Linked DNA regions of Capra hircus: region 1 is linked to region 2. The links are chromatin contacts, called in public Hi-C maps. All regions are on one chromosome and are shown on one strand. Each heading gives the region's core, a stretch centred on a gene start, on an enhancer-like site or on the middle of the called end of the contact. The rest is flanking DNA. Distances are from core to core; before and after follow the strand shown.

Evidence for each region. A called contact is a pair of places that touch in the nucleus more often than the background predicts.
Region 1: a Hi-C map of blood shows a contact between it and region 2, with 8 times the contacts expected there. The contact joins two enhancer-like sites. A contact is called at or near these places in 2 of 5 Hi-C or Micro-C datasets (both in blood).

What each region holds. Positions count from the first base shown.
Region 1 is chr21:21,537,019-21,541,179 of ARS1.2, reverse strand. No RefSeq gene overlaps it. Among named protein-coding and RNA genes, the nearest start is that of ZNF774, 11 kb to the right of the region's middle. Within about 2 kb of position 2,174, at least 1 of the 5 cell types and tissues checked has an H3K27ac peak or open chromatin away from gene starts, as enhancers often do.
Region 2 is chr21:21,406,147-21,410,393 of ARS1.2, reverse strand. It overlaps IQGAP1 (ras GTPase-activating-like protein IQGAP1), which reads left to right. Exons shown (of 38, transcript XM_018065969.1): 27 at 1,289-1,429; 28 at 1,521-1,605; 29 at 2,966-3,198; 30 at 4,008-4,140. Among named protein-coding and RNA genes, the nearest start is that of CRTC3, 38 kb to the right of the region's middle. Within about 2 kb of position 2,168, at least 3 of the 5 cell types and tissues checked have an H3K27ac peak or open chromatin away from gene starts, as enhancers often do.

The DNA.
Region 1 (4,161 bases), core at 925-3,424, 130 kb before region 2:
CAATGCATGAAAGTGAAAAGCAAAAGTGAAGTCGCGCAGTCGTGTCTCATATCTGCAAATGACCCTAGAAGGGCGATAAGCATTGATGTCGGAGTTACAAATAATTTTCGAGAGTAGGTAAATTTTCAAATATGGAATCCATGGACAACGAGAATGGACTGTACCTAGTAAAAACAGTAAGATCAGACTTCCCTGGTAGCTCAGTGAATAAGAATCCACCTACCAATGCAGGGGATAGGGGTTTGATCCCTGGTCCAGGAAGATTCCATGTGCCATGGAGCAGCTAAGCCTATGTTTCATAACTGCCGAGCCCGTACTCTTGAGCCTGGGAACCACAACAAGAGAAGCTACCACAATGAGAAGCCTACACACCGCAACAGAGAGTGCAGCTAGAGAAAAGCCCGAGCACAGCAAGAAGACCCAGCTCAGCCAGAAATAAATACATACTTAAAAAAAAAATGGATAAGATATATCAGTATGTATTTGCATACCAGGATGCCCCTGGGATGTTTTTAAGTGAAAGAGTTACAGAAAAATATGTATAAAGGTTAAAAAAAAAAGTGACTGCTTATACGGGCCATGCAGGTAACATAAACAGTGGCGTGAACCAAAGGAGGACATCTGGGAAGAGCAGGGACTAGGAAGAGGAGCGCTCACCCCACCTGCAGGGGGCAGCCCACTGCTCAGGACAGTCAATTGTTTTCAGGCAGAAGTAGGCAGCCAGTGAGGACTTCTCTTCCAGGTTTTTAAGATTTTCATGAACTATCCCAATTTAAAATGTTGATGACCATTTCCAGTTTTCTTCTTTTTTTTTTAATATTTATATTATTTATTTATCTGGCTGCACTGTGTTTTATTTGCAGCTTGTGGGATCTAGTTCCCTGACCAGGTATCAAATCCAGGCCCCCTGCACTGGAAGTGCAGAGTCTTAGCCAATGGACCACCAGGGAAGTCCTCTATTTCAAGTTAAAAAAAAATTCTGTGTGAGTCAAACAAAACCCATTATAGGTTATATTTGGCCTACAAGACTGTGTTCCCCAGTGTGTGGCACTATGTATGAGAAAAGTACACATACAAATAGGAGAAAAAAGGTCTCACATTCACTAGACCATTCACAATGGTTACCTTGGAGTAGAGAAAAAAAATTAGCATTGTTGAAGGCATGGAGTAGGTAGGTATTCAGTTTTTCTATATTGTTTGAGACCTTGGCCATGGAAGTATAGTAATGTATTATCTACTGTAAAAGGAAGAAAAGAGTCCTGTGAACTAAAGGCCAAGGAGTATTAATCCACGGTCACTGAGATTGGACAATATCAGTGTTCTCTGCCTCGGACTGCAAAGATATTTCTAACTTGCTTTTTTTTGGGGCCATGCTGTGTGGCATGTGGGATCTTAGCTCCCAAACCAGGGATCAAACCTGCACCCCCTGCACTGTCTTACTAGTCACTGGATCACCAGGGAGCTCCCTCTGACTTGCTTTTTCAGCTATCATTGTTTTACTTATTAGGGAATGTTTGTTTTCAAGAAATGGAAACCCACTCAAAATAGCTCTAGAACGGGACTTCCCGTTGGTCCAGTGGTTAATACTCTGTGCTTCTAATGCAGGGAGGTAGCAGCGGGGCAAGTGCAGGGCTTGTAATGGCACAGAATCTGAGTCTGGTGCAGATGAGAACACCATGTTTCACTCACTCTGGAATGTACACATATTACCTTTTAGTATCACTGAAATCAGGATACATTTTAGAGTTGACAACATATCAGAGTGTAACTGGCAGTTTTATCCCCTTTCTCAATAGTACATAAGTGGCAGGTTAGATTAAATATGTTAATTTCTTTGGGTTGATGTATATCAATACGTCCCTTGGTACCTTGGGCTCAGAAATGTTCTCACAGAAGAGGCGCTCCTATCGCCTATGGGAAATACTTGTAACAAGGAAAAGGGATTAGCGAATTCATAAATCAGGGAGGTCAAATCTTCATTGTCGATAATAAACTTTCCTTATGGTTAATATGGGGTTTCCCCAATGGATCAGCTGGTAAAGAACTCGCCTGTCAATGCAGGAGCCACAGGAGATGTGGGTTCAATCTCTGGGTGGAGAAGATTTCCTGGAGGAGGGCATGGTAACCCACTCCAGCATTCTTGCCTAGAGAATCCCAGGGACAGAGAAGCCTGGTGAGCTACACAGTCAATGGGGTCACAAAGAGTCGGACACAGCTGAAGCCAGTTAGCATGTATTCACACATGGTTAATATGACCATTCATTGCTTATAGGTATCGGTAACTGCAAATGTTTGTTAAGGTCAAGTGCAAGATGTGAAACAAAAGTTCTTTCATGTGTTCATGATGAGTAATAGCTTTAATGAAGGCAAAACTCCATGCTAAAGATTAATAAATACCTCATCAGCTTTGACGAAAGAATTGTAACAGCATGATTCAACTTTTTTTTTAAAGCGTGTATGAGAATGTTTAACCAGTATGTTTCAGGTGTGTGTTTATATTAATATCCCAAATTGTGATTTTCTAAAGTGTAGTCTTGATTTCTAAATCCTCACTACTCAAAGTGAAGTCCTTGAACCAGCAATATGGGACAACACTTGGGAGTCTGCCAGAAATGCAGAACTTCAGGCCCTACTGAATCCAAAAATATATTTAAAATACAAGCTCCAGGACTTCCCTGGTGGGCCGGTGGCTAAGACCCCACACCTCCAATGCAGGGGGCCTGGGTTCAATCCCTGGTCAGGGAACTAGTTACCACATGCCACAAATAAGAGTTGATGCAGCCAAATAGATAAATATTTTTTAAAAAATGAAAAATAAAATGTAAGCTTCCACCTCAACTGCTGAGTGGATAAACAAAATGTGGTGTTTCTGTGGTATGCGTGTGTGTGTGTGTGTGTGTGTGTGTGTGTGTTAGTCAAAGAGTCAGTCTTGTCTGACTCTTTGAGACCCCATGGATTATAGCCTGCCAGGCTCCTCTGCCCATGGAATTCTCCAGGCAAGAATACTGGAGTAGGTTGCTATTCCCTTCTCCAGGGGATCTTCCCAACCCAGGGATCAAACCTGGGTCTCCCGCATTGCAGGTAGATTGTTTACCGTCTGAGCCACCAGGAAAGCCCTGGTACAACCATACCATGGGTTATTATTCAGCCATAGAAAGAAATGACATTTTGATATATGTTACAACATGGATAAGCCTTGAAAACATTATGTTAAGTGAAAGAAGCCAGGCAAAAAAGGCCACGTATTGTATGATTCCCTTCATATGAAATGTCAGGATAGGCAAATCCATAAGACAGAAAGCAGATTAGAGTTTGCATGGGGAATGGAAGAAGGGAGGCATTGGAAGTCCCTGCTAATGAGTAAGGGTTTTTTGGGGGGATGATGGAAATATTTTCGAATTAGGTAGTGGTGATGGTTGCCCAACATTGTGAATATAGTAGACCCCACTGGGTTGTACACTTAAATTTTTGGAATGTTATATTACATAAATTTTTATCTCCCCAAAGTTTTAAAAGTGAAGCCACATCACCTGCAACCTTTTTAAAAAATCATGTGTTGTTGCTTCCTTTTGTTCCCACAGGATAGGAAAATAAAATGCTGCTTAAATCATTGTATTAGAAAGAAATGTCGTCTGATATTTCTTGTTCCCCAAGTAGTACAGCTTAAAAGTCTTTGGGATTTATTTTGTATCATCCATGTAAGTGAATGTAAAGTAAAAATTCCCCTATAAATGGAGTGCTGTCGTTGATGTCCTTGAAGGAAAAACAATCAAAATAATAAGAGGTGTTTAAAAGTAAAATTTTAAAAAGCTGTCTCCCCAGATGATTCATACGTATGTTCAAGTTTGAGAGCATTGCTCTAAATCCCGTCTCCTAGACTACAAGACCTCAGAGTCTTTCCCCACCCTCACCCAGGAAATTCTTCCCTTTTTTCCATAATCCTCAGATATGGCACTATTTCTCTTGTTTTGCGCATCCCACATCCTCCTCCTCACCCTGGCCTGTTTGAAACGGCCTTGATTCAGACAGCTGCTCCACCAGGCAGCATCACCATCGCCCATGGATTAAGAGAGGATCCGCACAGTGATAAAGAACCCACCTGCCAACGCAAGAGACACACAGGAGAGGGTTTGAGCCCTGCATCAGGAAGATCCCCTGAAG
Region 2 (4,247 bases), core at 919-3,418:
AGACTTCTGTGCCCAGGCCATAGTTTACCACCTACATGAGTACATCCAGAGCAGGAATGTGTCACCAGAATATGGGAAATGCTGGGGAAATACAGCTCAGAGAGCCAGAATGTTTCTGATTTTATCTAGCTTGGGTGAGGGCTAGAGATGTGAGCAGTGTGGTCTGCAGTGGGTTTCTCATTTGGTGTAGAGTAGGGTTAGGTCAGACCTGAGGTTCTCGGGGGGTAATCTTCAAAATTCAGATCTCCTGTCCCTTAAATGGCTCTCCCTGACTTCTGGGAAAGTCCAGACTTAGCAATACACACGGGGCCCTCCATGACATGGCCTCTATTTTAATGTTCTCATCTGTCCTCCTCTTACCTCCTTGTGTTTGATCTTCTTTCCTAGAAGACTTTTTTTTCTCCCATATTTCTGAGTTCATACGTTCCTTCCTTATGGACGTCTTCTCGATTCCTCCAGTCTGAGTAGAAGCCTCTTCTCTGTGGCATTGTAAGACTTCCAGTCAGCTTCTTATTGTTGCATGATGTGTTTACAGATATTTACGTGTGTGTCTCTCCCATACGTATAAACCGTGAGGAACTCAGGGAGCTATCATGTCTCTTAACGCTTTGATCCCAAATGCCCATCACAGTGCCTGGCACATAGATCTAGGCTCCAAATTGACAGCTGAAAACCCGAGCCCCAGTTCCAGCCCCACCGTTCACCAGCTCTGTGAGTGTAACAAAATTACCTGGTCTCTCTGGGTCATTCTGCTTGTGAAAGACACAGCCTCGCCTCAGGCTGCTGGTCTAGCATGTTGTTGTTCATTTGCTAAGTTGTGTTCATTTGCTAAGACTCTTTGCGACTCCATGGACTGCAGCACGCCAGCCTTTCCTGTCCTCCACTGACTCCCTGAGTTTGCTCAAACTCATGTCCATTGAGTCAGTGATGGTATCCAACTGTCTCATCCTCTGTTGCCCCCTTCTTCTCTTCCCCTCAATCTTTCTCAGCATCAGGGTTGGATCTGGGATCTCCTTGCTGGAGGTTGGATGTGGTTGGATCTCCTTGCTGTCCAAGGGAATCTCAAGAGTCTTCTCCAACACCACAGTTAGAAAGCATCAGTTTTTTGGCACTCAGCCTTCTCTGTGGTCCAGCTCTCACATCCATACATGACTACTAGAAGAGCCATAGTGTTGACTAGATGGACCTTTGTCCAAGAAAGGAAAATCTGTCACTGCTTCTACTTTTTCCCCTTGTTTGCCATGAAGTGATGGTCTAACATACTTGGGGGTAATGTTTGCTTTCCCAGCAAACTGCCCTACGACGTGACCCCAGAGCAGGCCCTGTCTCACGAGGAAGTCAGGACTCGGCTAGACAATTCCATCCGGAACATGCGGGCTGTGACTGACAAGTTCCTGGCAGCCATCATCAGCTCCGTGGACAAAATCCCGTGAGTGTCGCCCGCTGTGGCCCCCGGCACAGCCCAGCACTAGTGGCCTCCAGCTCCCGGTCCTTCTCACCAAGTTTTGTCTGCCCCACAGCTATGGGATGCGCTTCATTGCCAAAGTGCTGAAGGACTCCTTACACGAGAAGTTCCCTGATGCTGGTGAGGATGAGCTGCTGAAGGTAAGACCGAAAGCTGGCACATTCTTTCCCTTCCGATAGTGGCCCTGGGAGGGAAAGGTGCCCAGACCAAACCTGGCCTTAGACCTTCGTTTTGTTTGCTTCAGTCACTTGGTTGTGACTGCCTCTTTGAGAACCCATGGACTGGCCTGCTGGTCTCTGTCCATGGGGTTCTCCAGGCAAGAATACTGGAGCGGGTTGCCATTTCCTTCTCCAGGACTAAGCCTGACCTTGAAAATGAAAAGTAAAGGTGAAAGTCTCTCAGTCATGTCCAACTCTTTGCAACCCCATGAACTATACAGTCCATGGAATTCTCCAAGCCAGAATACTGGAGTGGGTAGCTGTTCCCTTCCTTAGACCTTTAGTAGTAAGGACCTTAGCATAGATTTTGTCAGTAGCTCGCCATTAAGCATGAGGTTTTGAAAGTGATGGTAAACAGTAAATGATACCTCTCTTAGTTCCTGTATGGTTCCTATGTTGTTTGAATGGCACACGGCTATCAACCAAGTAGAGAAGATGGATTTTTCTGTCTTGAGATAGCATTTCTTTGAGTCCTGTCTTTTTGCTGAAGACTTGCTCCCTCTGCTGGTGGCCAGGTGAATGGTAGCAAGCACAGTTGTTTGCGCTAAGGCTGTTGCTGATAACTCTTTCTTACTCAGCTATGCTCCCTCTTTTTTTTTTCCTTAATCTGAACGCTTTTTTCTTCTCTCCTAGCTCTCTGCTTTCCTACAGTGAGGCCTCGATTCTAGACTTTCTGTTCAGGTGAATTCATTTTCTTTTTTTCTGAATGAAACTCCAGGGGAAATGCTTTGACTGTCCTTGAATTCTTCTGTAGAAGAGATATGTGTTGAGTGGCTTTGATTTCAGAGGCATTGACTTGTCTGCCTTTGACGTCCACAGCATGAGGATGGTGGGGGTTGGACAGATGACAGGTCAAGTTCAAGGATTTGTTTTAGCTTCTTAGAATGAGTGCCCACCTCCATGGTAATGAAAAGTACATGTGGCTGACGCGGCTTTATTTGCTGCCGTGATATGTGGACAAAGAATGCCCTAAAGTGTTGAATAACAGACTTTATGTCTACCATTTTTACCTTCTGAATCTGTTCTTTCATTGTAGTGATTTTCAATTCTGTTCTCATTTTCTTTTTTTTTTCTGCATCCAGTCGAGGGAAGTTTGGTCATTTTAGTTTCAGGCCTTGAGAAAAGGTGTGTGTGTGTGTGTGTGTGTGTGTGTGCGTGTGTGTATAGAGTGGTTTTTTTTTTTCCTCACAGGGCCACATTTTCTGGTTTTGTTAGCAAAGTCATTTGTGGCTTTCTTGTTGAAGTGGCTTTTAACACCCATTTCTTTTTCCTCTGTTCCTAGATTATTGGCAACTTACTTTACTACCGATACATGAATCCAGCCATTGTTGCTCCTGATGCCTTTGACATCATTGACCTGTCGGCAGGAGGCCAGCTCACCACGGACCAACGCCGCAATCTTGGGTCCATTGCCAAGATGCTCCAGCACGCCGCTTCCAATAAGATGTTCCTGGGAGATAACGCTCACTTGAGCATCATTAATGAATACCTCTCCCAGTCCTACCAGAAATTCAGGTAAGGGGAAAGGGATGAGGTACATAGAAGACAGTGGGTGTGCTTCTAACTTTTAAGGGTAAAGACGAGATGAAATACCACACCCAGAATTCCCTGGACCACAGTATCGTAGGATACGTGCCTGATGTGCTCAGAGCTCCAGATGGTGATGAGAAGCATGTGTGAGCTATTAAAATGTGTTCTGGACTTCCCTGGTGGTCCAGTGATTGAGAATCCGCCTGCCAATGCAGGGGACAGGGGTTGGATCCCTGGTCCGGAAAGATTTCACATGCCGTGGAGCAACTAAGCCCCTGTCCCACAGGGAGAGGAAGCCCGTGAGCAGCAGCAAAGACCCAACAGAGGCAAAATAGAAATGAAAAATAATACTTAAAAATATTTTTAAAAAGTAAAATGTGTTCCTATGAAATAGACAATGCTTACCATAAACATAACGTCTACATCAGGCACATGATACTTTGCAATCAGAGAAGAATTGGAGAGCAGTTTTAGTATTTGTAAGTTAATCATTCAGTCGTGAGTTCAGGGCGTTGTCTTCGAGAGTTGGGTCCGCTAACGACAACTGGTGTTTGAGAACCGTCTTAAATTATGGTTGAGCGGTTCTTGGGGGCAGAACTAAAATAAAGTGGAAAGAGCACCAACGTCCCAGGGCTGTCAAGCACAGTGGACATGCCGCGGTTTCTCTCAAGTCAACCGTCTCGCCTGGCTTCTGTTTGAACTCACCATTCCAAGGGTTTGTGGGGTGTCCTTCCTTCATCAGCTTCTTAAACGCGTGGCACTTATTGGGGCCCGGCTCCTGTGTTTATTTTCAGACGGTTTTTCCAAACTGCTTGTGATGTCCCAGAGCTTCAGGACAAATTTAATGTGGACGAGTACTCCGACTTAGTGACCCTCACCAAGCCAGTGATCTACATCTCCATCGGTGAGATCATCAACACCCACACGGTGAGTGTTCTTCAGTGACGCGATTCCATTGCTCTGTCTTAATTGCCTTCTCTGGCCGCTGCCCACTGTCTCTGGATGCTAGATACCTCCCCATCCTTTGATCTTAC